2 separate regions of the Mus musculus genome follow, and region 2 is linked to region 1. A link is a contact called in public HiChIP or PLAC-seq data. All regions are on one chromosome and are shown on one strand. Each heading gives the region's core, a stretch centred on a gene start, on an enhancer-like site or on the middle of the called end of the contact. The rest is flanking DNA. Distances are from core to core; before and after follow the strand shown. Region 1 overlaps Rims2 (regulating synaptic membrane exocytosis 2). Region 2 overlaps Dpys (dihydropyrimidinase).

Evidence for each region. HiChIP or PLAC-seq counts read pairs in DNA pulled down with a chosen protein or histone mark.
Region 2: a contact with region 1 is called in an H3K27ac HiChIP or PLAC-seq map of embryonic stem cells, with 13 read pairs. The contact joins two enhancer-like sites. A contact is called at or near these places in 4 of 484 Hi-C or Micro-C datasets (cerebral cortex, cortical neurons, embryonic stem cells and 1 more), 8 of 115 datasets of contacts at active chromatin or transcription factors (embryonic stem cells and forebrain) and 1 of 9 other capture datasets (adipose tissue).

Annotation. Positions count from the first base shown.
Region 1 is chr15:39,643,111-39,649,978 of GRCm38.p6, reverse strand. All of the region lies in intron 22 of Rims2 (regulating synaptic membrane exocytosis 2), which reads right to left. Among named protein-coding and RNA genes, the nearest start is that of Dcstamp, 99 kb to the left of the region's middle. Within about 2 kb of position 3,243, at least 6 of the 459 cell types and tissues checked have an H3K27ac peak or open chromatin away from gene starts, as enhancers often do. A contact at or near this core is called in embryonic stem cells, where this site is marked.
Region 2 is chr15:39,776,846-39,783,713 of GRCm38.p6, reverse strand. Dpys (dihydropyrimidinase) reads left to right here. Exons shown (of 10, transcript NM_001164466.1): 10 at 605-1,017. Among named protein-coding and RNA genes, the nearest start is that of Gm16291, 17 kb to the left of the region's middle. Within about 2 kb of position 2,948, at least 19 of the 459 cell types and tissues checked have an H3K27ac peak or open chromatin away from gene starts, as enhancers often do. A contact at or near this core is called in embryonic stem cells, where this site is marked.

The DNA of each region.
Region 1 (6,868 bases), core at 1,994-4,493:
CTAGGCGGGGTGATACGTCTGTAATTCTAGCAGTTGGGAGATGGAGGCAATTCTTAGTTAAGTAATAAGTTCTAGGTCAGCCTGGAGCATGTATATGCAAGTACTACACTGTTTTATATAAAGACTTGACCATTTGTAGACTGAGTATGGGGGTATACTGTAAAACCAATCCCACAAGAATAAGAGACTACCATACACACATACAACTGTGAAAATTATCCTAAAGAAGGATCAACAACAACATATAACCAAGGCATTTCTCATTGCCTAATTCCAAGGGTTTTGATATTATATTTAATTCATAATTTATTTTATAAAGTTACTGTCTATGTTTATTCTTCTTTTCCTTTTCTTCGTGTGTGTGTGTGTGTGTGTGTGTGTGTGTGTGAGAGAGAGAGAGAGAGAGAGAGAGAGAGAGAGAGAGAGAGGGGTATATGTGCCTGAGTGCTAGCCCATGTAGGAAATCAGAGGTTGGTGATGGGATGTGCTCCTCAACTCTTCAACATAGTTTTGGAAAGTGTGTCTACTACTGAACCTGGAACTTGCCATTTTGGGTAGGCTGTCTGGCTTGTCAGGGACCCTCTGAGATCCACCTGTCTCCATTCCAGCCTTAGGGTTACAGGTATATATTGCCAGAGAAGACTTTTTTTCTAAATGTGGGTTTTAAAGATTCAAGCTCAAGTCCTCATGCTTTATAACAAGTGTTTTGCCAAGTGAGCTATCTTTGCAGTCCATATGTACACCTTGACACTCATTGTACTGGCTAGTTTTGTGTCAACTTGACAAAGCTGGAGTTATCACAGAAAAAGGAGCTTCAGTTGAAGAAATGCCTCCATCAGATCCAGCTGTGGGGCATTTTCTCAATTAGTGATCAAGGGGGAAAGGCCTCTTGTGGGTGGGACCATCTCTGGGCTGGTAGTCTTGGTTCTATAAGAGAGCAGGCTGAGCGAGTCAGGGGAAGCAAGCCAGTAAAGAACATCCCTCCATAGCCTCTGCATCAGCTCCTGCTTTCTGACCTGCTCGAGTTCCAGTCCTGACTTCCTTAGTGATGAACAGCAGTGTGAAAGTGTAAGCTGAATAAACCCTTTCCTTCCCAACTTGCTTCTTGGTCATGATGTTTGTGCAGGAATAGAAACCCTGACTAAGACACTCATCAACAATATTTTACAGGTTTTGAAGCATAAAGAAAACAAAAGATGACAGACACATCCATGAGCAATGACTTAAGTGATAACTAGATGGTTCAACTGTGAATTTAAGATTTTCTTACATATCTGCACATTGAACATTTTACAAAAATACACATGAAGCACCAATGTATATATTCCCACCCAAGGGTCTCCTATCCATTAAAAGAATTTAACATAGACAACTGATTGCTTAGTAGAATGTATGGATCTCTCACTCATTCACTATTAAATAATACTAAAGAACTATTTATCCATAAGTGCAAGAGGATAAAGTAGAGGACAGTGTCAATTGCTGTTAAGTTTACTGCATTTAATCACCATGATTTGAACTGTGTGATGGCTATTCCCAGTTGTCAACTTGACAATCCAGAAATGGAGGGCACACCTGGACCCACATCTGGAGGCTGGAAGACACAGGCTTTTGATACTGATCTCGATGTGGGATGACACATGCTTTAGATTTGGGTCTTGAGGCTTAGGCCCAGGCAAGGTGGTACACACCTTTAATCCCATTGTGGAAGAGAGTCTCTTCCTTGCAGCCTGAACAAGCAAGTCTCTGTCTCCTCTGCCTTCAGATCAAGATGCAGAACTCTCAGTCCTTCTAGTGCACCACCATGCCTGCTTCCTTGCTGCCGTGTTTCCTGACATGAAGATAATGGATGGAACCTCTGAAACTGTAAGCCAGCCTCAAGTAAATGCTGTATGAGGTATTGACAGAGAGAGAGAGAGAGAGAGAGAGAGAGAGAGAGAGAGAGAGAGAGAGAGAGAGAGAGATTGGAAGAAAAAGAAGGAGGAGGAGGAGGAAGAGGAGAGGGAGGGGAGGGGAGGAGAGGAGAGGAGAGGGGAGGGGAGGAGAGGTACTCTTGCTTTGGTGGTGATAATTGCTATATTTCTAATATCAAGAGCCTAATTCTACAGATTGGAGGACATTCTAATACACAATTTGAAAAAGCATAGTATTCAACTGGAAAAGAGAACTAAAGGGGAAAATCTGAAAGTAAATTACTTTGGTTTTCACAAAAAGCACAAATTATACAGGTGCAAAATGACTCAGAAAAGAAAAAAACCAAGGGAATGTAAGAAGTTAAAAATAAAACTGTTCTTTATGAGACCCAAAATGACCACCTTGCTGTTACCTCTGAAAGAGTTTCAGGTCCGGGTCTCACTAGCCTGCAAAACAGCCTTCTATAGAGCCAAGCACTAGATTTCAAAGACATTACCTTGCTGTGGTCTAAAGACCCCATCCTTTCAGTGGCCTCTGATCTCTTATCTTCTCCCCTGCCAGTGGATTGCACCTCTTCTATCAAAGTCACACTTTCAGTGTCTACAGTGCATCCTAGCAACCAGTGCAATTGGTGCTGGGTCGTCCCCCCCCCCCCCCCCCGCCCCCTCCTCACACTCCCCACTCTCACTTCAGGATGGCCTCTTTCTAGTTTCAGGTTGAAAACTCAAGTATATTCATGCAACTGCACTTAGTAGCTTGACCTCTAATCTGAGTTTCTGGAGCACTCCACTTAACATTGCCAACCTACTCTTTTGGTTTCTTTCCCAAAGAAATCTGTGGTTTTTTTTTCTTCTTATCTTTACAGACTTAATAAATGACATAAGTAGCCAATATTGCTAAGATGAAAAAAAATCAGGACTCCCATTCTTAGACCTGCTCTTTACCGAATGCCTTCCCATCCGATCCTTATCAAACACTTGGTTAGCATGGCCCACTTCTCTAAATCCCATTCCAAAGCTTGTCCACTCATGCCTAAAGACTTTCTTCAGGGGGGAGCCAAGAGCATCTCTGAGAAAGAAGATGTGTATTTGGTCACTCTAGCAGCCACCTAAAAATGTCTGAAAGTCTTCTGTGCATTTACAGTACAATGCAGGCATGTCACCACATTTACAGTACAATGCAGGCATGTCACCACATTTACAGTACAATGCAGGCATGTCACCACATTTACAGTACAATGCAGGCATGTCACCACAGCCACACTTGCCATTGTCCAGCAGAAGGAAGCCACTTAGGGCCATTCTTTAGGATGGATTCCTTTCTGCCTTATTATGTCTTCTCTTGACCTCTCCTTCCTTGGGATTCAGTTTTCCTTGAAGTATCCTTTACAGTAGGGGGTGTGTAGTGCCTCTGTAGTATTATGTAACTGTTCTTCACAGTATCATTCCCAATTGTAAAGGCAGGAGTATTTTTTGTTGTTCCTTCCCTACCCCTGCTGACAATAACCATAACTGGAGTAAAGGCAGTCTCTGCTTACTCACTACTGGGCACTTATTCTTAACCAGTGACTGAAACATGAAAGGTGCAGAGTCTCACCCAGCTAATAAAACACAATGAGACTCTTGCAAGGTGTTTATAATTTTGTGCTGTTTAAAATTCCTCTTCTTATATTATGGGTCAAAGCATCAAACCTTGAGGAAAGATCTTGTGGGCCTTACGCCCATCACAAAAGTCTTTTGTTTTTGTTTTTGTTTTGTTTTGTTTTGTTTTGTTTTTTGAGACAGGGTTTCTCTGTGTAGCCCTGGCTGTCCTGCAACTCACTCTGTAGACCAGGCTGGCCAGAAATCTGCCTGCCTCTGCCTCCTGAGTGCTGGGATTAAAGGCGTGCGCCACCATGCCCGGCAAGTCTTATTTTAATAGAAGTAACCTCCAACTTAATGTCCTCTGGGTACAGAGATTTTCTCTGCCAGAGATGGAACTTTTCCTAGCATCTCTGCAGGACTATCCCACAACTTCCCTAAGATGTCAGGGAAACTTCCTTCAGGCTGTTGCATGTAATAACTGCCTGAGAAAGGTCAGTTTCAGTGAATGAACTTAGGGTAGGAAAAGTAGCTGAAGTTTGCCCTGTGCACCTGGGAGAGAGGGAGCTATGATAATGTCAGGTTGTCACAGAAAATTGAATGGACCCAAAGAGCCACCAGCAAGGAGAAACACTCTGAATTCTGTGTAGCTTCATGACATTCTCAAAGCTATTACAGTGGCATTCAGGAAAACAGAATCCAGGGAAAGGAAAAGATCATTTGTATAAATACCCTTTTCAGTATAAAAGAATCCACCTTAACTTTCCTTTAGAACACTCTTAAAATACACAGCTCAGTGAGATTCCAGGGCACCAGTGAGGTGAAGAGCACTCTATGCAGGCAAGTATTTCTGTCCTGTTCTTGGATGAGTTCAGTGATGAAGAATTACTCAGTGAATGCATTAAGAGACAGTGCTAATATAGTGTCTACACATTCTTACCATAACCTCGCAGATGAGTCCTAGCTATGCTTCTGATACATGCAGAAGTCTGCATCCATAGGAAACCGTGGAAGACTTAAAACATGGCTACTGCCTTCCCACAGCTTACTTTCCAAACTTAGTTTCTTCTTAATGAATTATTTAAAATACAGAATATTGCTGTCTTTTTTTTTTTTTTTGGTGAGAACTTTTTATTGAAAAAATTTTCATACAATGGATTCAAATTATACACCCCCCCCCACATCCCCACCATGCCAACCTCATGCCTTTTCCTCTGTTTACAAAACAAAGAGTGTGGGCCCTTATTTTTCATAGCTGTCATAGTTAGGGTTTCCTAGCTGCAAAGGGTCACCATGACCAAGGCAACTTTTATAAGGGACTACATTTAATTAGGTCTAGTTTACAGTCTCAGAGGTCCAGTCCATTATCATCATGACTGGAAGCATGGCAAGGTTCAGGCAGACATGGTACTGAAGGAGCCAAGAGTTCTACTTCTTGATCGGAAGGCAGCCAGGAAGAGACTCAGTCTTCTACGTTGGGCTAAGCATGAGCACTGGGAGCTCTCAAAGCCCGCCTACACAGTGACACACTTCCTCTAACAAGGACACACCTCCTAATAATTCGGCTTTCCATGGGCCAAGCTTATTCAAACAACCACAGTGGCTCTACTTATACAAAATGTCTGCAGGTCAGGTCATGTGAACTTTAATCTTTCAGGTATTTTGCTTTTAGCTCTAAACTGCGTCCCTTCATTATTTTCTTACATCTTTCATCACATGTCCCTTTATTTCTCCTCATTCTTTGTACAGTAATCAGATGCCCCTGCTCTGCCTTTAGAAAATTCTTGTATATAGCCAATTCCACATTGATTATCTGTGTCAGAAGTGTAGTTTTAAATTCCTGTTCCATTTAATTATTGAGTCAAAACAAATATAAACATACTTTAACACATCCTTAGTCTGTGCCTTTTAGATACACATGGAAGGTGTTTGATGCTTCCTCCATAAAGTTTTTTTTTTTTTCAGATAAACATAAAAGGGACCCTGGGGAGAGAATGAGAGGGAGTGAGGGACAAGAGAGACTAATGGAAAGTGAATGTAGTCTGAGTATATGGTATACTAGAACAAAAATGTCATTATTAAACTTGCTACCGTGAATATACACTAATAACAGCATCGAAACCTCTTTTGGATATTTTAGTTATACTTAGGCACTCACTATTTCTCCTGTACCTCAAATGGATTAGCATATAAAGCAAAGATCCATAGTCCCACAGAGCTCACAATCTAGCCAGGAGAATCACAGCAAAACAAACGAGTCCCTTCTACAATGGGACAGTGAGAGAGCACAGCACATAAAAAGGAGGAGGTGACAGCCAGCGTGGTCTCCACAAGATGATGATGTTGGCGACAAGTTTCGAGGATAGATTTCCTGTCCCCTGAGCTAACTGCCTTCCCTCCTTCTGTCACCATCTGCTTCCCCCAGTTATTTCGTACCAACAATGTGTGAGGCACTGTAAAGGATCCTGGGCATGAGATCTACGAGCGACTTTATTCTGTTCTTAGATCACAGCTAGCAGAAAGAGAAGCATAACAGAAGCATCCCTGCGTGCTAGGTGGTAAGGTAAAAGTGCGAACGCAAGTCACAGAACTGGAAGGAACGAATTCTACTATATTTTGACTGTCTTTGAAGAAAATATGCTCTCCCCTTTCTGACATTTCTACTATGTTGTCTGTTCTTCTTCATCAACTCCCCACTGTTGCTCAAACGAGTCCTGGAGGTAGTTAAACCAATTGTCTAAAAAAAAAAATTCCTGCACATATTCAGATATTTAGAAGTTTCTCACATTTAGTAAGGATATTCCGGCTTCTTTTAAAGAAAGCATGTCATCTTGACAGTGTTAAAGCTGAAAATCACATTGGCTTTTCTTTTTAGAGTCTCTTAGTTAGTTTTACTTAGTTTTCTTTGTCAAGTTCAGAGTCTATGGAAAAGTTTGTTTAACAAATGGCCTTCCTCCTTCAGGTTTTCTTTCTATAAGATCTGTTTGTATGAAGGAAGATAGACTATTCCATAGTATTCTTTTATAAATCTTATCCTCACCCCTCCCCAGGGCTCAGCTTTATCTCAAATACACGTCCTTCTTTGTTTTCAAATGCCAGGTTTTCCTTGTTTATTGCATCACAGGACTTCCCTATGGCACCGGCTACTCCAGTAGATCACTAAGCATTTTTTGTTAATCATATAATATCCCCTATATAAGGTGCTCTTCAATTTTAAACAGTCCATTTCTTCTAATTATTCACAACGCAGTTTAAAGAATTATTCCTATGAACCACATTTCCCGAGACTTAGGCATGTTCTCCATCCAGCTAGGAGAACATCAGTAGAGCGCACAGCTGAGTGCTTATTTAACACCTGTCACTCTAAAGCTTAC
Region 2 (6,868 bases), core at 1,699-4,198, 130 kb before region 1:
TAACCCAAAATCAGTTGCTTCCTTGGGAACTTGATTGTACATTTCTCAAGTGTAAACTTTAGAGAGGACAAATGTCATAGGGCGATGTCAAAGGGTCAGATGTTGCTGTTAGAAGTTGACCGGGTGGATGGGGGGTATAGTGTGTGTCAGTTGGAGCACTGCTGGACACAGGTCTGGTTTTCTACATACCCTGCCACTGCACACATTCCCATTTGACGACCTGTGCATCCCTGCTTGAGCCTTGTGACCATGGAGATTTGGATAACGAGCACCGAGACATTACAGACCTGGCTCCCACCTGCAGAGTGCTCTCTCATTGTTGAATATTGTCTTTTTTTTTTCCTACCACCAGCCTCAAGCTTCAGATTTTCTGTCATTTCCACATTTCAGGAATTATTTGTGTGGTTCAGAAAGATCATATTTAAAATTCAGGAGATTAGCAAGAGAAAGGCATTGGGGTTGGATGTGATCACGTGCTATCCGAGCTTTTGTAGGAGCCGGCTTAGTGTTTACTTTGATTAGAACGTTTCTTGGCACTAGCTTGAATCCAGTGTCTCTTTGTGAGAGAGAATGTTACACTGAGTGCCTTTTATTCTCTTCAAAGGCAAAGGCAGAGCAAAGGCTCTGAGGCGCCTCTTCCCGCCATGCCGCCAACCCCTGGAGAAACACCTGCTATTTCAACTCCCCAAGATCCTTTAGGAAAAATCATTGCTCTAGGCCTCTTTGATTTTTCTCTCAAAAGCAATAGCTGTCTGCCTCACTGTGCCTTTGTTGCTGTGGAAGACTGAAGATATAAATGAGCATTACTGGGACGGGACGTCTGCGTGAAGACTCACTGGAGATTCCTTTCAAATGCCATCTTTCTGTACACTAGATTTCTTTCTTTGGATCCTTAAAGATTTCTTTCCAGTGTAAAGGTTTTATTTGTTTTGTTTTAATGTCTATATTTGTTTGAAAAAAATCACTGTGATTTTACATTTCACCACAATTAATAAACATTGGGAGCTTCATTCTGTATTCTAGTGTCTGAGTTCCATGTGTGTCCCTCTACCTAGTAGGTGGGACTAGGACCCTGGATTGGTCATGACGAGAGAACGTGATTTCTTGTGTATCAGTGTCACCTGTAAGTCAAGTCCCATGATGGGTCTAAAGAAACCAGATCCAGTACTCCACCATTAAATGAGTCCGAAGCAAAATATCCAATCATATGGATAGATTCAGGATTTGAGGGGATTCGATGGAACTGGCATCGCATGAGGATATCATGTTGATCTGTTCCTCCCAAGTCCTTTCTTGTGCCTTGGTCCCTCTGTGCGGCAAAGCTGGGCTTCTCTTTGGATGTACCCACACTCTGGAGTAAGAGCCCAGGAGAGGATGTGTGGTTCCTTTAAGGAAGGATGGGCGGAGCTCAGCGTCATTTGATCTCAGCGCCCAGAAGAAAGGATGGTAAGCTGCACCTGAAGAGAAATCTTCAGCTCAATTAAACTCCAATTCTTTTTTCCCTCAGGTTAAAAGATACTGCAAAACGTTTTATTATTTTTTTATCCCTACACTTTTTAAAAAGACTTATTTATCTATTTATTTATTTTATGTATATGAGTACACCATCACTCTCTTCAGACACACCAGAAGAGGGCATCAGGTCCCATTTACCGATGGTTGTGAGCCACCACATGGTTGCTGGGAATTGAACTCAGGTCCTCTGGAAGAGCAGTCAGTGCTCTTAACTGCTGAGCCATCTCTCCAGCCCCTTATCCATACACTTTGTTTGACAAAGGCAGCTCTACATTAGAACACAGACTCCTTTACCAGTGAGTAAGTAAGCTGCTTTCTTACCCAGAAGTCAATCCTCACACAGCATTTACTGTTCACTGGAAATGTCACTGTCTCCTGGATGCTTTCCTAGGTAGGATGGTCCTTCTTTTATGCAGCTCCATGGAAGGGCCCAGCATCCAGTCCACAGGATGCCTTAACTCCTGCAGCGTACCGTTATCCTTCGTATCTGTGGATGCTACACAGCATTTACTTCTCATTAGGAGATAAAAGTGATCAGGAGTTGGGTTCAAGTGTAATAGTGTAAGGGAGGGTGAGCATGGGTAGTTAACATGATGTCATCCTAGGTCAGTGGGGTCAACATCCCCAGACTTCAGAATCACACTGCTGAAGCCAATTCCCCCAAGCACACTCACTGAGGGACTGAGATAGATGATAGCTTCACTTCTCTGTCTCCTCCCTCATCCCTCCTCCCTCCTCCCTCCAGAAGCTGAAAGGTCATTCAGGAGGGGCTTGTCTAGCTCACTGGCTCTCCCTCACACCCAGCACAGTGTGTGGTCAGTTATGGGCACTCCGTGGATACTTCACAGTTTTTAAATAAGAGAGGAAATAAAGGAATTCCTGCCCAGTTCTTCAGTGGATACAAATGAAGTGAGAGAGTCTTCTGTGAAGCAGACACCAATCCTGGAGCTACACAGCTCTCTAAGAGAGAGGAAAGTCACGTGGGCTCCAGCTAAGTCCTTGGAAATGCACATGAGACTCCCTTTGTATATTCCAGATGGCCTGGGAGACCAAGCTCTTTTTCCTTATGAAGTTTGATTGATCTTCCTAAACCTCAGTTTCTTCATTCACGTGACAAAAACAAACAAACAAACAAACAAACAAAAACCAAGAGTCTCCCTGGGAGTACCCTGAGGCCCATGATACTGTGGGAATGTGTGACCTTAATAAGATGTCTGCTGAAAGACCTTCCTGGTGATCTTCCGATAGAAAGCTCCCTTCCCGGAATGACCCAGCAAAACAAGCTTTACATGGAAGCTCTGAAGGTAAGGCAGGTGCAAATAATGACCAAGAAAGTTTCAGTCCCCTCTTCTGGTGACTAAGACCTCACCTCCCCCAAGGCCATCAATGCTGCTTAGGGAAGGTCTCAGAAACACTTGCCTCCCTGGAAGGGAGAGGCTAATTACCATTTCTAAAGGGGGAATGAAAAGGTCAGATCCAGCAAACAGTGGGCTTAAACACTCTTGTTGTAATCAAGGCCTACCCTTAAACTGTATAAAAAGTGTGTGCTTAGGAGACTTGGACTTGCCTCTGCCCTGATTGCAGGACAGCCCCAGTGTTCTGGATCAATAAGCCTCTTGCTTGTTGCAGCAATCTCAGTCTCCTAGTTTCTGTGAGTTGGACATCCTGGATGTAAGGCTCTTTGGGTCTTACATTACCCAAGCCCTACACAGTCTGCAAATGCCAGTGCCCATTGCTGGCAAGGTGATGAGTCAATAAAAATGGCTGCCCAGAAAGCCTAGGCCGTTTTGTTCTTTCCTTGAAGTTCACGACATCTGAGAGAACCAAGCCCTTAGTGGTGGCAGAATGGAAGCTATGAAAAGGGAGGTGGTTCAAACCCAGGCACAGATGAGAGCATTCAGCCATCTTGGAGACGTCAGTGGATGAAGGCCAGGATGTGGGCACCACGAGTGAAATGAGCAGGGATACATTTGGAGCATGGGAGATGGAAGCAGAGTGACAGCTACATCTCAGCAGGAACTCTTCTCCCTCTGTAGGAAGAGGGAGAACTGGGGGCTTTGTCAAAAGCTGGGAGGCTACAAAAGCTGCATTTGAACCAGCTGAGCAAGACATAGAAACGTTCTCAGTTTCAGTTCTTCTACTGATAAAATGCAGTAGCTAAGATTATTTTCTATGCAAGAAGAGTTAAAAACTAATGTCTTTGTTAGGCTTCCTACTTGCAGTTGGTGCAGAGGCCATGGAAGGGTGCTGCTTACTGACTTGCTTCACGTGGCCTGCTCAGACTGCTCTCTTATAGAATCCAGGCCCACCAGCCCAGGGATGGCACTACCCACAATGGAGGGCCCTCCCCACCTTGGTCTCTAATTCAGAAAATGCCTTACAGCTGGATCTCATGGAGGCATTTTCTCACCTGAGGCTCCTTCCTCTCTGATGACTCTAATGCCCATCTGTCAAGTTGATACAACTCAGGCACTATGTATAATGCCCTGGCTCTCTGTGTTAGTCCAGAGGCATCCCCTCCTGTTCTTCCTCACCGGGCTTTCTCCCTCTTCCTTTCCAACTTCCTCACGCTGGGTTGGAACCAGAAGCCACACAATATAATAATTAGATTTCTTTTTGTCAAACCAATTCTCTCCTTTTACTTCTTTCTGTGGACAAGTCTTATAAACAGAGAGACCCTGCCATCATTTATTGAGCACCTGCTGTTTGCAGGGCATGGAACCAGACCCTTTGGCCCTGAACAGCTGCACAGAGCAGTTCAGGAAGCAGCTTGGGAACTCTGCATTGGATGTCTTGGGCAAACAATTTAGTGAACAAGGAGAAGAGGGCTGTGCTGCGTAATGAAAGTAAACGCAACCACTGTGTTCATGGTCGGGGCTGCGTCTGTTGTAAGAGTCATCTGTGGTGAATCAGTGGGGCCTGTAAACCTACAAAGTGCATGCGGCCAGGCCCTTAGGACTCTTGAGACAAGGGTGTTTGTATAAAAGCTAGAGGGGCAGAGCATATTAGCTCGGTGTTTTCAAAGTGTGTTTTTATTTGTTTGTTTTGTTATTTTGGCCTTATAACAGAATGTAGTCTCCAGAAGAACACAGGACCTCTGGGTTTTCCTCTAATGAAACCTTAAATGTGCTCAATAGTTCCTAAATGGTAAACCCCTATTAGGCCTTTATGATATTATGTGCCTGTACCAGGGCTATAAGCTCTGTGTGGACTCTATCACCTTATTCTGCCTACAAGCTTCTGAGAAGGCACTGCTTCTAATTACAATGAGAAAGCCAAAACTCAGAGAGGTTTAGCAATTGCCCAACGTGATGGCATTTGGTGACTCAAGATGTAAACCCCAGTCTATTTGTAAATAACTGTTGTAACGCAAATGTTGTGATGCAAATGTAAGTCAGAAGGTTCTCCATGCCCCAAACAGGACACACAAAGAACCCACATTCTCAGAGAGGACAGAATCCTTTTCACCCGAAAGAGAATATCTGTCCAGCTACTGATAGCTCTGGACACCATGTTTTACGGTGGTTTAGGTTCCAATAGCCTGCACTGATCAGCAGGGAACTGAGTCACTGTGGAGATGCGGTCAGCAGTAGAGTTGAAGGGATGTGGTGAGGCAGAGGCGAAAGCACAGAGTAGCCAACACAGAGCCGGAAGGGAGTGAGTGAGCAAGCACCTGGCACATTATACAGCCTGTGCCAGTCCCCTGCCACTGCAAAGCCCTGGGAAGGGACTGCAGGAAAGCAGGCATCACCACAGCCTCCTGGCTACCAAGCCATTCCAGCTGGACCTGTTGCAGACTTGACTGCCAAACCCTCAGCCTGCCTCCTCCCTCAACCCTGTTCCTGTAGCCATTCTTACGCATGTCCCTCTGCACCTCAGAGAAATGAGTTATGAGTTTTTCACACTCCTGGTCCCCACCTCCCCAAGTTCTGCTTTCTTGAGTGACTTGCAGTACTCTGTGAGGCCTTACTCCTTGGGGCCAATCTCACTATAAATAATTCAGTTGTCTTGGGAACTCTTGTTGCAGGAAGGCTTGTTTTCCATTCTTAAGAAATCGCGCACACACACCCCTCTGATCAATATTTACGTCTTGGCACAGGTCTGTGGAGAGAAGAGAAGTTTACAGCACATTAAGGAGACAGGAAATGAGTCTGGGGGAGCAAAGCATTGCAGTGGAAGTATCTGGAAATGCCTGGCAGGGCTCTCGGAGTGCAGCGGGACCTTGGGGCTGGGACTTCAGGGTCCTTCGGAGAGGAGGGAAGGAGGGACACCTCCAAAGACAGGCCTGTTGCCTTGTTTCATTTTGATTGTAGACAACAAAGGACAACTGAAGATTCTTTAGAATGTGCCGTTATGACCCTGGATCTGAAGGCTAAGGAGAGAGGACAGACAAGGCTTGGTGTTAATGTGTACCGCAGTTCTTTACTGGATGCTGGAATACCTGTCAAGAAAAGACTCAGGAAGAGTGGGTGGTGATGACTCTGAGACAGCCTCCTAAAATAAGAGTGTACAACATGGGCAAGGTGACCATTTGGAGAGGACTTGGAGTCCACGCTTCTCAGGATGTATGCAGTCTGAGGAATGTCACTTCACTTCCCCTTTATGAATCTCAGTTTCTTGATCTATGAACTGGAGACAGTAACATTTCCTCTGCTTCCTTGACCTCATTGTTAAAAGAACCCAAAGAGGAGACATTTGTGAACAGCAATAACTGTAATGAGTGCCATAGAAGGACACCTGAACGTCATGCTCAGTCAGCTGCTCTGGAAATTGCTAGTAAGAGCAGACATCGAATGAGAGCAATTAGAAAGCAGTGGGGGAGGAGTGGGGGGTGGGGTAAAATAGATGAATGAGCTCACAGCCACACAGAGAGGCTCTTCTGCGGGGAGAATGCCAAGGGCTGGAGAGAAAAACGTGGGCAAAACCAGAAGGTGAGCGGTGGCTCCAGGAAGTCAGAGCTTCTGTTTATTCCTACAGAGGCTTGGGGCTGGGGTGACAACTCACAATGTGGCACTTTCTGAGTCAATCCATACTAACGGTCACATGCTCAATCCAGAGCCAGATGCAAGCACAACAAAGCCAAGGTTGGGCTGAACATAGAAATGAGAGAGAAGAGGCTGCAGGTGGGTGGACCAGCACGGTGAGTAAGAGAGGCGGTATAGGGGAGTTCCATGGGACAAGGCTAGAACACGTAAAGGGTGACCCCAAAGAAGGTGTTGTGCCACTGGGCTGGGGGTGAAGGCCAAGAAGATGAGGAAGGAAGGAAGTCTAGAAGGGACCAACCATAGGACCAGGACTACTGGGTAAAGTGAGGCTGGTTCTCTGGAGTGAGATAAACTCTGCTCGGGATATT